2 separate regions of the Sus scrofa genome follow, and region 2 is linked to region 1. Evidence: chromatin contacts called from public Hi-C data. All regions are on one chromosome and are shown on one strand. The core of a region is the stretch at or near the end of the contact, and the rest is flanking DNA. Distances in the headings are between cores, read along the strand shown. Region 1 overlaps LOC106507571. Region 2 overlaps LOC102162742 (a long non-coding RNA gene).

Region 1 (3,488 bases), core at 434-2,933:
TCCCACTGGAAATGGCTTATTTTAACTATTGCAAAGGGAAACCTTTACGGAAGGTATCACACACTTCTTTGCTTTTTGAAACAGAAAATACAGAAACAAAGTTAACCTTCCCTTAATGTCGCAGGCTACCATTATCAACAGTTGTGTCAGAGAGAAAAAGTACCGTATTTGAAATTATTTGATACCACGTACATGTTTATACTCTGCCACTCCTCACAAAGAATTTGAGGCAGTTTGGAAAATTACATGTGATACAAAAGGAAAAGAGCAAATAATAGAAGGAATCAAGATGAAGGGAAAATACAGAAGCCAGGAAAACACCCCCCAGGCAGAGCCTGTCTTCATGTTCTGGTTGCAGGTGCCAGAGATCTAGCCTTGAGTTCCTTGGACGAACAGGGAAATAATTGCGGCGTTATAAAATCCTGCAGTAGTGAGGAATGTGGAAGTGGCCTTGAGGCTGGCCAGAATTAGCTCCTGAGCACTGACAGGACCCTCTCTGTAGGTGTTTCATCTCTGTTTTTCTTTTTCTTTTTTTTTTTTTTTTTTTGTCTTTTTGTTGTTGTTGTTGTTGTTGCTATTTCTTGGGCCGCTCCCCCAGCATGTGGAGGTTCCCAGGCTAGGGGTCGAATCGGAGCTGTAGCCACCGGCCTACGCCAGAGCCACAGCAACGCGGGATCCAAGCCGCGTCTGCAACCTACACCACAGCTCACGGCAACGCCGGATTGTCAACCCACTGAGCAAGGGCAGGGACCGAACCCGCAACTTCATGGTTCCTAGTCGGATTCGTTAACCACTGCGCCACCACGGGAACTCCTCATCTCTGTTTTTCTATGCCCTGTGTAACTGGGGTGAAGTAGCTTGGCTTACATGACATACCTGGGCAAAGCTCTCTTGCTAGGGGGATTTTCTCTTTTGTTTCTTTTTTCTTTTTTTTTTTTTTTTTCTTTTTTGATAAAGCATGGAAGTTCCCCAGACAGGGGCTAAATCAGAGATATAGTTGCCAGCCTATGCCACAGCCACAGCAACACCAAATCCTTAGCGCACTGAGTGAGGCCAGGCATGGAACTCTCATCCTCAGATAACATGGGGTCCTTAACCCTCTGAGCAACAAGGGGAACTCTGCTAGGGGGATTTGTATGTTAATCAAACCAGTCTCATTCTGAAGCCTCTATTCTTGGGTGGGTCTGTTTTCGTGTAAGGAAAAGGGATGGTACTCAGACAAAAGCGGCAGTCACTGTATGAGCGTTGCACACTGAACATTGGCCAGATTTTTACTTAAGCTTCGCAGTGGCCAAAACAAAGCAGGAGACCTTGTCGCTTATGTGATTCTCAGTTGCTATAACACAACAGGAAGAGGGGTTGGGGAGACAGTAGAAAAGAAGAAACCATTTTTTGAGGGAAACTCAGTTTTTCCTTGAATTGGTAGCAGAGGTTTCTCCCACCTGGAGGTGTCTGAATTAGGCAGCCGTGGACTACCTGAACCTAAAATGTAGAATTTTAAGGAGCTCTGGTCCCAAGCTCTGAAGTTAGAATCGCATTCCCTGGGCTGAGCACAGACGCACAGTTGTCTGTTTCTCTTTTTCTCTCAGTGCTCAACTCTATCCCCCTGGGGCTCTGGGCAGCCTGCCTTTGCCAAGATTCAGACTATCTTTGTTGCCAACAGCAACAAAAATAAACAAATGGAATGTCCGGATCTCTTACCCATGGCCGGGGACGGAGGCTCACGCCGTCTAAGAGGAGTACTCAGACATACCACAGAGGTTCTAAGAATCCAGAGACCTGAGTAACCAAAAGGAAGCCCTGGTCCCCCGCTCTGACTGCTGTGTGTAGACCTACTATGCAGCTACTGTCATCCAAGTGCAGAGATATCGTTCCAGTTCATGGTCATGGAGATGTGGACTGGCTTGCATCCCTCTGCCGAGAAAACGTTAAATGGCCTTGGGGGAAGCTCCTGTTTGTTGTACGTGGAGGGCAATCTGCCTTTGTCTTCCTTGGTGGCTTGTCTTTCCTGATAATTCCATTCTAGACCACAGCCTCGCAGGAAATGGATCTCACTTTCTGAGTCAGAGCTGCTGTTCCAGGACCTGTGGGATGCAGCCAGGATGGCATCTACCTCACTCCTTCACCTACTGGTTCTCTCTTCTGCCAGTGTTAACAGAAATTGCAGAGTTTCCCTACTCGAGGCTGTCACTTGCTTCTTTCTTTACTGCTGGTCGCCTGTGGGATTGTTGTGCAGAGCAGGGTTCCTGCTTCTTTGAATATGGATCCTTCTCTGAACCAGCAAGTGATCTACCTCATCACCCTCCCTGGGCCAAGCAGTATATGGCAGCTTGTTTGTTTGTTTGTTTTTAGGGCCGCACTCCTGGCATATGGAGGTTCCCAGGCTAGGGGTCTAATCGGAGCTGTAGCTGCCACAGCACACAGCAATGCCACATCTGAGCCACGTCTGCAACCTACACCACAGCTCATGGTCACACTGGATCCTCAACCCACTGAGGAGGCCAGGGATCAAACCCGCAACCTCATGGTTCCTGGTCAGATTCGTTTCTTCTGTGCCACGACAAAAACTCTGTATGGCATCTTTCTAATTGTCTGTTATAGGCTGGAGCCCATATGAGGGTTTATTAGAAACCTGTAACAAGTTAGAGCCCTTTGAGTGCTAAAATGTATGTGAGTGTGGGGGAGCTTTTTGAAAGCCATTCCTACCTAAATCAAGCCCTTCTCATTTGTATCTAATTTCAGGACTGAATGTTGGTTAAGTTACTAGAAGTCTGGCATCTGAGTTAGTGGGTATTGCTATGCTTAAAGAGCTCTCAAATATCCCAGGCATCACACACACTGCATCTCTTACAATGACTAGTGGATGGGTTTGGGGAACAGCTCGGGGACCAGGTAAGTTGTTCTTTTGTCCACGTGACGAACATCATCACTTGCCTCACATGATGTATTATTTGCAGGAGAGACACATCTGGAACTTCTCTTTCAGAAGCACGAGCATGTTCTGGATGGTTTTGGAGAGAAGAGCAACCTTCCCTACACATGATTGCTTAGATGAGCCTCCAAACGCTGGCATGTTCTGAAGAAGGAAGCGGAGAGGCGCGGGCGTTGCAGAGGGAGCCTCGAGCTGAGCTGGGCTGGGAGTCATTAAAGGAGGCGGCTGTCCCCGGGGCCCCAGACGGCATCTCATCAAGATGCCCTGGAACTCGCCCAGCTTTGCTTCAGATGTTCCAAGCTCATTTTGGTATGTGCATTTACATCTTCTCTGCCTTCCTCGGGGGGAACGTTCTTTAAAGGAAGGGGATGGTGAATTAGAAGTTTCAGAGCTCAGCTTGCTAACACACCTCTAGAGGAAATCATGGGGCAGAATGACAGGATCCTTCCCTGGGGTTCAAGTGCAAGAGAACAACTTCCTGTCCTCCCCACTCTCCACCCCCAACACCTGGGCGGCATACACATGCACATGGTGGATGTAAGGCAAATTGCCGAAG
Region 2 (3,488 bases), core at 323-2,822, 350 kb after region 1:
AGTCACTGTATCAGATTGTGAGCCACGTATCCCTGCTTCCAATTCTAACTCCATCCCCGCAGCAGCTCCTGCAGACTGTGGACGTCTGCATCAGTCAGAAATACTAATTATGTCATCCCATCACAGCGCACAGAAAACCCAAATCAGTAACTGTGGAAGGGGGCAGGGTAGAGGCAGGGAGACCAAAATAAGGCATTTCTCTGAATAAGCCCCCTCACTAGCACTGTGATCCCATAGACCAGGAGGACATGCTTTTGTGACACTTGTGGGATGTTTTTATCTCTAGGTCATGGCTACTGTGGAGACATTAGGGCTGAGAGAAAGGGAAGCACCCAGCACAACCCAGGATCTGATCTGGGCCACTGAATCCAGAAGAGGTTACTTATAAAGTCACAGGAGGGGCGAAGCAGGGTTAGAAGGTGTGGCAGATGTGTTACAGTTGATGTGTCTGGTGGGCAGGCAGGAGGTGAGAGCAGCGAGGAGTTGAATACAGGACTGCACTTTAGAGGCAATGCCTGGACAGATAAAGATGATTGAGGCGCTGAGATGTAGCTGGTCTCTGCTACCAAGAGGGTAAATGTGACAACTGGGAGAAAGGAGGGTGCTGGGGGGAGAAGACTAGACACTGCTCCTTAAAAGCAGATGAGAATGGGAGTTCCCACTGTGGTGCAGTGGAAAGGAATCCGACTAGTATCCATGAGGATGCTGATTTGATCCCTGGCCTCGCTCAGTGGGTCAGGGATCCAGCATTGCCATGAGCTGTGGTGTAGGTCACAGACACAGCTCAGATCCCCAGTTGCTGTGGCTGTGGTGTAGGTTGGCAGCTATAGCTCCAATTTGACCCCTAGCCTGGGAACTTCTGTATGCTGCGGGTGTGGCCCAAAAAGGACCAAAAAACCAAAAAAAAACTGCATGAGGAGGTGAAACCGAGGTCAATGAAGTGAATACAGAAGAGAGGCAATCAGAGCAACGGGCCGAAAAACTAGAACTTAACTCTAAATGAGTGTTGGCATCAGGACCAAGGATTGAGAAAAGTTGCTGAGCCCTCTACCCTCACCCCTGCCAATCAGGATGGGCACACCAGGAGCTCCTGAGGCTACACCTTCTCCGAGGAATGCAGAGAGGGGGCTCTGAAAATTATAAATCCAGCCCTCAGCTTTGCCTGAAAAAAAAGTGCCCCATGAGGGGAGCCCTGGTCCCAGAAAGGCAGGGTGTCCGTGCATCAGTGCCAGACAGAGTGCCTCTGAGGGGAGGCTCTGAAGATGAAGAGCGTTCATTCAGTTTCCCGGGACTTTCTGGATGATTCATCCTTGCCCTCGTCTGTGAGGTGGAAATGCTTTAGAGAGAAATCTTCCCCGGTTATAAATTCTCTCAGTTCCTTCTTAACCAGTCAGGCAAGATTGATGGGCTGAGCTGGTTGACACAGAAGCAATTGGGAATATCATTATTTGCCTTGTATTTATCTGCATTTTTGTTAATGACTTTGTTCTTGGTCAGAGCAGCTACTAAACTAGGGGAAATGTTTATTGCACTCAAAGTTTTCCAGTGATGAATTATGTGGGAGTCACAGAATAGCCAAAGCACATAATGTGTAGAAAACATTTCCCTTTTTTTTTTTCTTGTCTGCTTCAGATCCCAATAGCACAGGCCTCCTGCATACTTGGGACTAAACCAACTCAATTTTTCATATTCTGCTTTGTCATCTGATTGATTTAATGCTTCTTGTGGTCAGATTTTGCAGAGAAAAAGAACACGCATACAATTTTTCTCCCTGGCACGCTCTTTCTTGCTTTTTTTTTTTTTTTTTTTTTTTTTTTTTTTTGACGGGCAATTTCATAAAATCACAGGGCTGGGAAGGACCTTTGCGTGCATTCTTTCCCAACTCCTCACTGTACAGAAGCACTTGGGAGAAAAAAGATGGGAAGAAATAACTTTTTGGAGATCTTTCACAGGTCAGGCTGTGGGCTCCGATGCTTCATTTGCATTATACTCTTTAATCTTTGTGAACCTCTGTTGTCCTCGTGTTGAAGATACATACATTGAGGCTTGGAGAACTAGGCCACAGGCTTGGCCTGTGGCCCACGTGAGCCCACCTTCTGCTTATGTAAACAACGTTCTCTTGGAAAGCAACCATGTGTATCCATTCCTTTATGTATCAACTATGACTGCTTTCGAGCTCCAATGGCAGAGCTGAGGGGTTGCCACCAAGACCATCCACCAAGACCATCTGGCTCACAAAGTCTCAAATATTTACCCTCTGGCCCTTACAGAAAAGGCGTACTCACTACTGGTTTTGATGGTTGCGCTGGACACAGTGGTCTCCGACAACAATGCACATAGTAAAGACCCTGTTCTCACTCCAAATCCTGTCTTTCGTGTGACTGCTGTGCCTGTTCTCACTCTGTACCACATGGAGGACAAACCAGTTCAGGCGGCCCCTCTGAGTGATCTAATCCAAAAGAGTATCCGCCACCTACTTACAAACCACAGCAAAGTACAGGCAGCAGCAAGGATACACATGTGGAAGGCATTTGAGAAATAGCAGTTCAGGTTCTTGCTCACCCTTCACCCCACAGTGGGTTTCCCTTTCAGTTTTGCAGAAAGGAAACCAGAATGGATGTCAGTTTCATATCATTTCTTTAGGATTTTACTATTCGTAATAACTCCCTTTAGTAGAGAAGACATCCTGGCAGAGGTGGAATGTGACGTGTCTTTCATTTCACTAGTTATATAATGGAAAGGAAGGTGATTTGGTGAGATGAGGAGACTTAACCAAGATGGCACGGTTAGCCAGTGGGACAGACAGGATTTCAGCGCAGGTCCACACGTAAAACCCATGGGGCACTTGAACAAGACCAACAGATAGAGAGGTAACTTCCAGAATTAGTCCCAAAAGTCATGTCAGTGTTTTCTCAGGGTCAGCTTTTCTTAGAGGTAAAGTAGACTTGCGTGAACCCATGCCAACCAAAGGCAGATATCCACAGTTCTAATGGGAGTCAGAAATAAGAAGATAGAAGGTAAGAGGAGAAAGGGGTTGAGGGGAACTGAACTGGGGAGAAAAAAGCCTTTGAGTGCAGGCTCCCTGGACAGGAAAACTGTGGGAACCAGTCGGAACCAGGCGGAGACCCCAGAAAGACCAAATGAGGTCCAGCCATGGAGGTCGAGTCTACGAGGCCTCAGAAAAGTGACACATCTGACCCTAGGGGTGTGATTTGAGATGCGGTTTCTAAATCGGGAGAGGGTCGATTAATTAGAGAATTTTAGGACATCAGGCAAAGAAGGGTATTATAGGTCATCCTGTCTGATCTTTCACCTGATCCTGATACCTCTCTACAGCGCCCACCACTGGGGATGCCCAGACGCTGCGGGTCACATCCAGTGACAAAGAACCTAGTCACACACCAATCAACCCCAGTTCTCCCACATAAAATATCTTAAAATATGCCGATAGCTGATATCCTTATGGCTGTCCCCTCCAAGCTAAAGAT

The links. Hi-C and Micro-C count contacts between places; a contact is called where the count stands out from the background.
Region 2: a Hi-C map of embryonic fibroblasts shows a contact between it and region 1, with 2.5 times the contacts expected there. The contact joins two enhancer-like sites. A contact is called at or near these places in 2 of 47 Hi-C or Micro-C datasets (embryonic fibroblasts and epiblast stem cells).

The regions. Positions count from the first base shown.
Region 1 is chr6:26,173,963-26,177,450 of Sscrofa11.1, forward strand. LOC106507571 reads left to right here. Exons shown (of 8, transcript XM_021097535.1): 7 at 2,987-3,241. The coding sequence ends at 3,080. Among named protein-coding and RNA genes, the nearest start is that of CDH11, 300 kb to the left of the region's middle. Within about 2 kb of position 1,684, at least 13 of the 83 cell types and tissues checked have an H3K27ac peak or open chromatin away from gene starts, as enhancers often do. A contact at or near this core is called in embryonic fibroblasts, where this site is marked.
Region 2 is chr6:26,521,064-26,524,551 of Sscrofa11.1, forward strand. All of the region lies in intron 7 of LOC102162742 (a long non-coding RNA gene), which reads right to left. Among named protein-coding and RNA genes, the nearest start is that of CDH5, 590 kb to the right of the region's middle. Within about 2 kb of position 1,573, at least 5 of the 83 cell types and tissues checked have an H3K27ac peak or open chromatin away from gene starts, as enhancers often do. A contact at or near this core is called in embryonic fibroblasts, where this site is marked.